Linked DNA regions of Gossypium hirsutum: region 1 is linked to region 2. A link is a contact called in public Hi-C data. All regions are on one chromosome and are shown on one strand. Each heading gives the region's core, a stretch centred on a gene start, on an enhancer-like site or on the middle of the called end of the contact. The rest is flanking DNA. Distances are from core to core; before and after follow the strand shown. Region 1 holds the start of LOC107947066 (reticulon-like protein B3). Region 2 holds the start of LOC107949022 (mitogen-activated protein kinase homolog MMK2-like).

Evidence for each region. A called contact is a pair of places that touch in the nucleus more often than the background predicts.
Region 1: a Hi-C map of leaf shows a contact between it and region 2, with 2.4 times the contacts expected there. The contact joins the promoter of LOC107947066 here to the promoter of LOC107949022 in region 2. A contact is called at or near these places in 2 of 34 Hi-C or Micro-C datasets (both in leaf).

The regions. Positions count from the first base shown.
Region 1 is chrA12:105,242,774-105,246,383 of Gossypium_hirsutum_v2.1, forward strand. LOC107947066 (reticulon-like protein B3) reads left to right here and starts at 1,816. Exons shown (of 5, transcript XM_016881614.2): 1 at 1,816-2,265; 2 at 2,953-3,133; 3 at 3,225-3,366; 4 at 3,567-3,610. The coding sequence starts at 2,076.
Region 2 is chrA12:105,089,041-105,092,760 of Gossypium_hirsutum_v2.1, forward strand. It overlaps LOC107949022 (mitogen-activated protein kinase homolog MMK2-like), which reads right to left and starts at 1,747. Exons shown (of 6, transcript NM_001398889.1): 1 at 1,379-1,747; 2 at 295-424; 3 at 76-213. The coding sequence starts at 1,557.

The DNA of each region.
Region 1 (3,610 bases), core at 566-3,065, 150 kb after region 2:
CAATTTTTTAATTTAAAATGGCTAAATATTTATGGAAGTCCATACTCCATATACAGTGGATGAATCTAAAATGTTTAGCAGCAGAAGAACCTGTTGTGACTTTGAATTTTGTTTGTGGAATATGTGCCAACCAAACCAACCAATTCATACTTTTTGCTATAAAATTTCTCTTCTTTTTTTTTTGTTTGTTTCTTTTCTAACACATGCCCAACATCGTAGAACTTATCCCACCTCCGTTTTTGACAATTTTTAATCTATGGATGCATGAGGGGTTTTTTTAAGAGGTAGGACTGAGGTTACATAGAAATACGAGCACTTTATCATTTTACTTGTAATATTAATGCACTTTTGGGAGAATGGGTTGGAATTTTAGAGAGATATTTTTAGGAGAGATTATCACAAATTCTAAAAATAAATTGTAAAATGAACTTGAAAAATATTTAGAAAGCATTAAAACTTTCTTTTTGAAAAAAAGATATGTAGTAATATTTGAATTTGTGAAATTAAAAAATTTCAATTGGCATTGCTTTACAATGATGAGTTTAAGTTCTATTGAATTTTTAAAATTTTTTGGATCATTTATAATCGGTTTGATTCTTGGTTTTTTATGCTAATTTTGTGTTTTAAGTTTTTTTTTTACTTATTTTACAAAATGGGTTTTTTTTATGACTTTTAAACATTATTTGATAAAGTTTCAAAATTTTTTCTACTTTTAAAAAATTAAGAAAATATAAATAATCGATAAAAAAAGTTACAATTAATTCTAAATTAAATAAAAATAACATTTTTTTACTTATATTTCATAAATCATCTAAACTAAAGTTTTTAAAATTAAATATGTAGTCTTACTGATCAAACCATCTATTCACCAACTCATTTGGTTCGATTAAATACATTAAAAAATTTATAAAAATAAAAAAAATATATTAAAAACTCGATTCAATCGATTTTGTGCTTGACTTATATAAATTTCCAAATCAATCGATTTAATGTCTTTCCTCAATCTAATACTTCGATTAATTCTCACTCCACTTAACCGATCCCATCCCATATCGTCTATGCTTCTCTTTTTCTTTTATGTGCTACTACTATTATTTAAAATTATTAAATACTAATCCAACCAAAAACAAAACATCAAACTTTAAACCCATACCAACAAGCTTATATTAGGTACTATTAATAGTCTGCATTTTTATAGGTCAATTTCATTAATAATATTTTGTTGAAACATCTAGATATCGTTCTATTTATTTTTGGTGGAAGGCACATCACACCAAATTTCAATTATAAAAAAACATATAATAACATTTTCCAGCCTACCTCAAACGAAAAACTAAAACCAATTAATATTTTCTTTTAAGAAATACAATGTAATGCATGCCATATATGTTCACACTGATACTTAGTTTGAAATTTTAATTTAAATTGAGTTGAGTTTGAATAAATTTTTAAATTTTAAATTTATTTTTTAATTTAAATATAAATAAATAATTTAAAAATATTTAAATTTTAATCATAAAAACATAAATATTGATATAAAAGAATTTTGAAAAATTTCAAAGATTATGGATTAAAATAATAAAAAGTTCTCACCATTTTGCTTAACAATTAAGGATTTTTCTTAGCTGCCCATGCAAACCCACAATATTAATATGACTTACTTACCTATCATTACAAATCAACAAGACTGACGAAACTCCACGTGTCATAATAATAACAGTTTGGTTGCGTCATTCTCGAAGGTCTCCGTCAACATTAAACGGCCGTTAATCCTCGAACCTATAAAAACATATTAAAACGTAAATTCCTCATTCATTTTATTATCATTTTTTCACCTGCTCCACTTCGCTTCGGTTTCTTCCGAACCTCCACGTTCGGGTTCCAAACCTATAAACGGTCCGGATCAAAACCTTCCATTTAGTGGTCCGGATTAAATCGAACGTGTACGCTCTCTATTTAGCCGCAAAAAAGGTCTCTATCTTACGAAAGAGCGCTACAAAAATCTTTCATTTCTCGAGTCTTTTTCGGGGTTTTCTCTTTTTTTTTTCGTCGGATCTTCAACACTTTTTTCAAAAATGGCTGAGCACGAAGAGAAGAAGCACGAGGAATCGTTGATGGAAAGGATAGCCGAGAAGATCCAAGGTCATGATTCGTCGTCATCGGATTCCGATAATGACAAGCCATCGGAATCATCGATCAAGGCCAAGGTCTTCCGTCTTTTTGGAAGAGAAAAGCCCGTTCACCACGTTCTCGGTGGAGGCAAACGTATGTAACAATAACCCTTCATTTTTTTCAAGAAAATTGTTTTGTTGATGCTAGTTTCATCTATATATTGATGGTACAAAAGATCTGCTAGGACTCTGCCATGAAGCGCTTACCCGCTCTCCAAAGCGTGAGCTAGAGCTCGGCATCGCTCTTTTGTTTAGAGGGAAAAAAAAGCATATAAAGTATGAACCTTGTTTATGAAGTTAGAATCGTTTCCCTTAAGCATCAGCCCTTTAGTGAACACCAGTGTCTGTTAAGGCCAATACACAGATCACCGTGTTGGTGAATTAACATTATTGATGCAAGTGCGGTTGGGATTTGGGAATGCGTCGTTCTTCACTCTTTTTTTTTTCTAATATAATACCGGAGCTTTCAATTTTGATGAATTGATGTTGTTTGAGCTTAATTTTGGTTTGATCTGTTAATTGCTTGTTTTGGCATTGAAATAAAAATTAGGGTATTTCTAGATCTTCGACTGAATTGATGCAATTGGTTCTAGTAAAGTTTACTCTTTTGATTTATAACAGCGAAAAAAAATTCTGGGATTATGTTAAAAGTTTGAGAACATAGTAGTATTCATTATCAATAGCCTTCCCCTATGATAATATTTTGATATTTTTAAGTTATCATCAGTTCTTCTTACCTTTTTAGTGTAATTTGTTAATGATGCGTATGTATGTGTAACAGCGGCTGACATTTTCCTTTGGAGGAACAAAAAGATATCGGCAGGAGCGCTCGGTGTCGCAACTGTGATATGGATTTTGTTTGAAATGCTCGAATACCACCTTCTCACACTAGTGTGTCATTTGTTGATACTTGCTCTTGCAGTACTGTTCTTGTGGTCAAATGCTGCTACCTTCATTAACAAGTAAGTGGTTGAATTTTGTTGTTTGCTCTCGGCTGTTGGGTTAACTTTGGATCCAGTCCTTTTTACTCACAGTAATGTTACTTTTGATTAGGTCTCCACCACGCATCCCTGAAGTTCAAATTCCTAAGGACCCAGTTATGGAGTTTGCTCAGGCACTTCGGTTTGAGATCAACCGGGCTTTTGCTGTCCTACGGGATATTGCATCAGGAAGAGAACTCAAGAAGTTCCTATCTGTATGTGGTTTACTTGTACCGAGTAGTTATCTTTTCTGTTTGATCACTTGCAGATTATTCATCTGATTTGCAATTAAGATAGTGATACAATAGTTACTTAGTTTGCTTTGTTCTGATCATTTTATTCATATGAAGACTTTTTTTGAGCTATGCTATCATGCATTTGACAATCATATTGGAACCGGACTCTGATTGTTTAGGTGATCGCCGGCTTATGGGTCTTGTCTATTGTCGGAAGTTGGTG
Region 2 (3,720 bases), core at 497-2,996:
GATGTTAGGAAAACGCAACGTAAAGTATATCGGCAACATATATGAATGTCACCCACAAAGCCTGTTTATCCAAACCTGACAATGATCATCTGTCAATGGCTGGTCGGAGCGGATTATGTGATGAAGATCGGTGTCCATCAATTCATAAACGATGTAAACATCGTTGAAGGTCTCCTTCTTCGGTGGTCGAATGATGTCCTTGATGGCAATCACCTGCAAAAAAAGAGAATTGAATGCGGGATTTCCAGGCATACATTACACCGTAGAAGAATGATGAATCCTGAGGGAGCTTACATTTTCATGGTCCATGTGACGAAGAAGCTTGATTTCCCTCAGTGTCCTTCTGGCATCTATGATGTTATCAAATGCATTACCGATCTTCTTAATAGCAACCTCCTGACGCGTCTCTGAATTGACAGCAGCACTGAAAATAGAGCAACGAAGAGGTCAAATTAATTCAGTCCCACATCAGCAATGCATCCAAATGTGAAATGCCAATTGGTATTTAAATAAAAAAGAAATGTCAAGCGACATGAGATGTGAGGAAGGACGTTTTTTGAGAACTTTACTACAGGCATAAGCAGTGCTTCTATTTCATTTTTAGAATATCACGAAATCTTTTTGGTCAAAATATGCTGTTGCTCCCTGTATTTTAGCAAAGTTTGAGTTTTTTAATCCATATACTTAAAAAAAGTTCTCTTTTGGTTATAACTATGCTGTCACTCCCTGTATTTTAGCAAAGTTTACAGATTTAATCCATCTTAAAAAGTTAAAAGTTTTAATTTCTCAAAATTTTAGGGGAAATTTGAAATTCTATTAGTTTTTTCAATTACTACTTTCTGTCACATATATGCTTACTGCTTCATAGTAATTTGTTTTTTAAGTTGGTACGATTATATGCAGGTATTGACAGAAAATTTAAGGAAAAAAATATCGTCAATAATTGAATGGAAAATTGAAGAATTTTTTTTTTTTTAACTTTTTCTAAGCAAATATCAAACTTGGGCACATATGTTTTTGAAAAACCTATAAGTTACATCTAACATACACCTAACAATAAGAGAAATAGTGAATGATTTATTTATATGCTACCTATTTATCCATAAACTGAAAATATTAAGAAACAAACAATAAAAAAGGAAGCCCCCTAATCATAATCATAAACATAAAGGGCAAAAATTCTATTATCACTCAATTAAATTCAACAAATTACGAAGAAAATGTTCACTTGACTAGGATACATATGATAATATCAACCCACCACGTAAAAGATCACAATCATCAGGGACAAACTTATCTTAAAAAAACTTTGATGGCCTAGATCTAATCAAATTATTTAATTTGTGAGTTTGAGTTAAACATGAAAAAGAAAACTTACCAAACAATGCCATTAGCACCACGACCGATAGGACGAATAGGAGGTACGTACTTACTGGACACCTCAAACAAGTTACCATACACGTTGTAATGAACATATTTTCCTCCGTGTGTCGGCACTCCTTTGATACTGCTTCCCTCCGAGCTTGAATGTTTTGTACTCCCCATTTCCTTTTTCATTTTTTCTGCTTCACCTGCTAACCAGCTCAAAATATGTATATAAATCTTTAAACAAAGAACTCAGACTGGGTTTGTTTCCTTTCAGCGCTATATCTGGAGATTCATTCTTGGCAATTTTGCTTTGTATAATTTTCTTTTCTTTTCTTTGCGAAACTTTTTGGAAGAGAGTGTTTTTTTTTTTTTCTTTTGGCTTTGATATGATCAAAAGTTTTATGGTTCGAAAATCCGTGAAATGTAAGGAGACTTTTGTAGTTTTCTTAAGATTTTTTTTTAATTAAAAATAAAATTAGTCCTTCACGCAGCTTAACATGTGGTTTCTTTTAACATCACCCAAGTGAGATATGAGTAGATGGGTGCCAAGTATTTGTTTAGCCAACTGCTTTCTGGATATGGTGGTTGTGCTGATCACGGGACGCTTGCTGTCTTAACCCCTGCCCCCTTTTTGCTTGGGAGGCAGCACAGTACATGATGGCAAGTGGCAACTAACCTGCGCCTTTTTTAATCACACTTCTTTTTTTTGGACTATAAACCCATAATTGGAATGGGACTTGATTAAGGCCTAGATTTCTGGGTATACTGTGTGGCTTCATTGGACTATCATGGCCTGCCTTTTGCAGCTGTGCTGGATTAAGGCCCATGTTGTTGAATTATATTGTATGATGAAAAGAACTATTGGGCGCGCAGTGACTTTGAGTTTTAGGAATGTGATTCATTGAACAATAAAGCGATTTTCTTGGTTCCTCCAAATTCTAATCGCCATCAGAAGGTTGATCAAATTGCTTTGCCAAGTGCAGCACTTGGATTTATTTAATAAATCAACTTAATGCTTCCTTGAGTACATACGGTAATAAACAAAAAGGTTTGGAAAGATAATTTTACTGGTATATTAATATATTTGGACCTAAATTTATTGTAAATTAAAGTAGTTGAATATAGAAATAACATTGAAGAGAATGAGATTTGTTAGGCGCGTCCATAATTAACGGATGAAACTTAAGGCTCACACAGTCCAAAGGGTCCAATGCACACCTATTAATGATAACCGGCAGCCAGCCAAGCTTCATGCTATAGCTTTTCACCACATAAGCCATACAACAGGTAAGCACTGACAGTTACAATTCTACTAACTAGGTTCATAAGTTGGATTGAGTTTTAAATTTTTAAACTTATTTTAACAAAATAAAATTTTTGAATTCTGAAATATAACTTTTTAAGAATTTTTAAATTATTTTCACTATTTTAAATATAATTTTTTATTTTTATATAATAAAAAAATAAAAATTTACTATAAAAATTTTAATTTAATTTAGAATAATCACAATTTTTAAACTTATATTCCATAAACCATCTTAATACTTCAATACAGATTTTCCAACTTTTGTTTTTAATTTAACCCTACTACCAAACTCGCACCCAACTACCACTACTAAAGTTGTCAGCCAAGCATAAAAAGCACGAGCCAATTCCATGCAGTATTTCCTTTGGACCCTTTATTGGTTTGAGATCGGTGAGGGTTTGGAAGTGCAAACTCCTATGCCTAGTTAACCCTCCTGCAGATCCATCAGAGACCAAGCTACTAGAGTACCCCCCAAAAAAAAATTCAAGATATTAGAGTTTATACAAATATAATTTACAATAAAGAAATGATAAGCACGACGCAGGATAAATTTTGGACATATTTTTAAGATTCCATCAGAAAAATCAGATTTCCAAACCGACCATGGTGTATTTTTGTCAAGTCCTGGAGTGGTGATTTACCAAAAACCGACAAGACAACTTAATTTAAGCCGCTAAAGGCTCTTTCCTTGGGAAAAAAATAATAATATCATAGAAATGAGTGAGTTGACAGTTATCGCGCTTTTGTAACGGTAACGGTAACGGGTAACGAACATAATTTTCATTTGAAGTGCAGATGCAAGATGTTGACGGTTCATAATCAATTCCCCTATTATTTTTTTATCTTTCTTTTTCATTATTTTCAACTAAAGAACAGTGAAAAGTTACTTTTGAGTAATCATAATATTTGCATTGAAGTTTTAAATGACCAGTGGATCGACCGGAGATTAAAATTAGTAGTTTTACTTGCAAATTACTCATCTGTCGGAATGATTCGTGTAAAAAAGAAATTAGTATTTCGGTCTTTTCTGGTTATTTCAACACAGT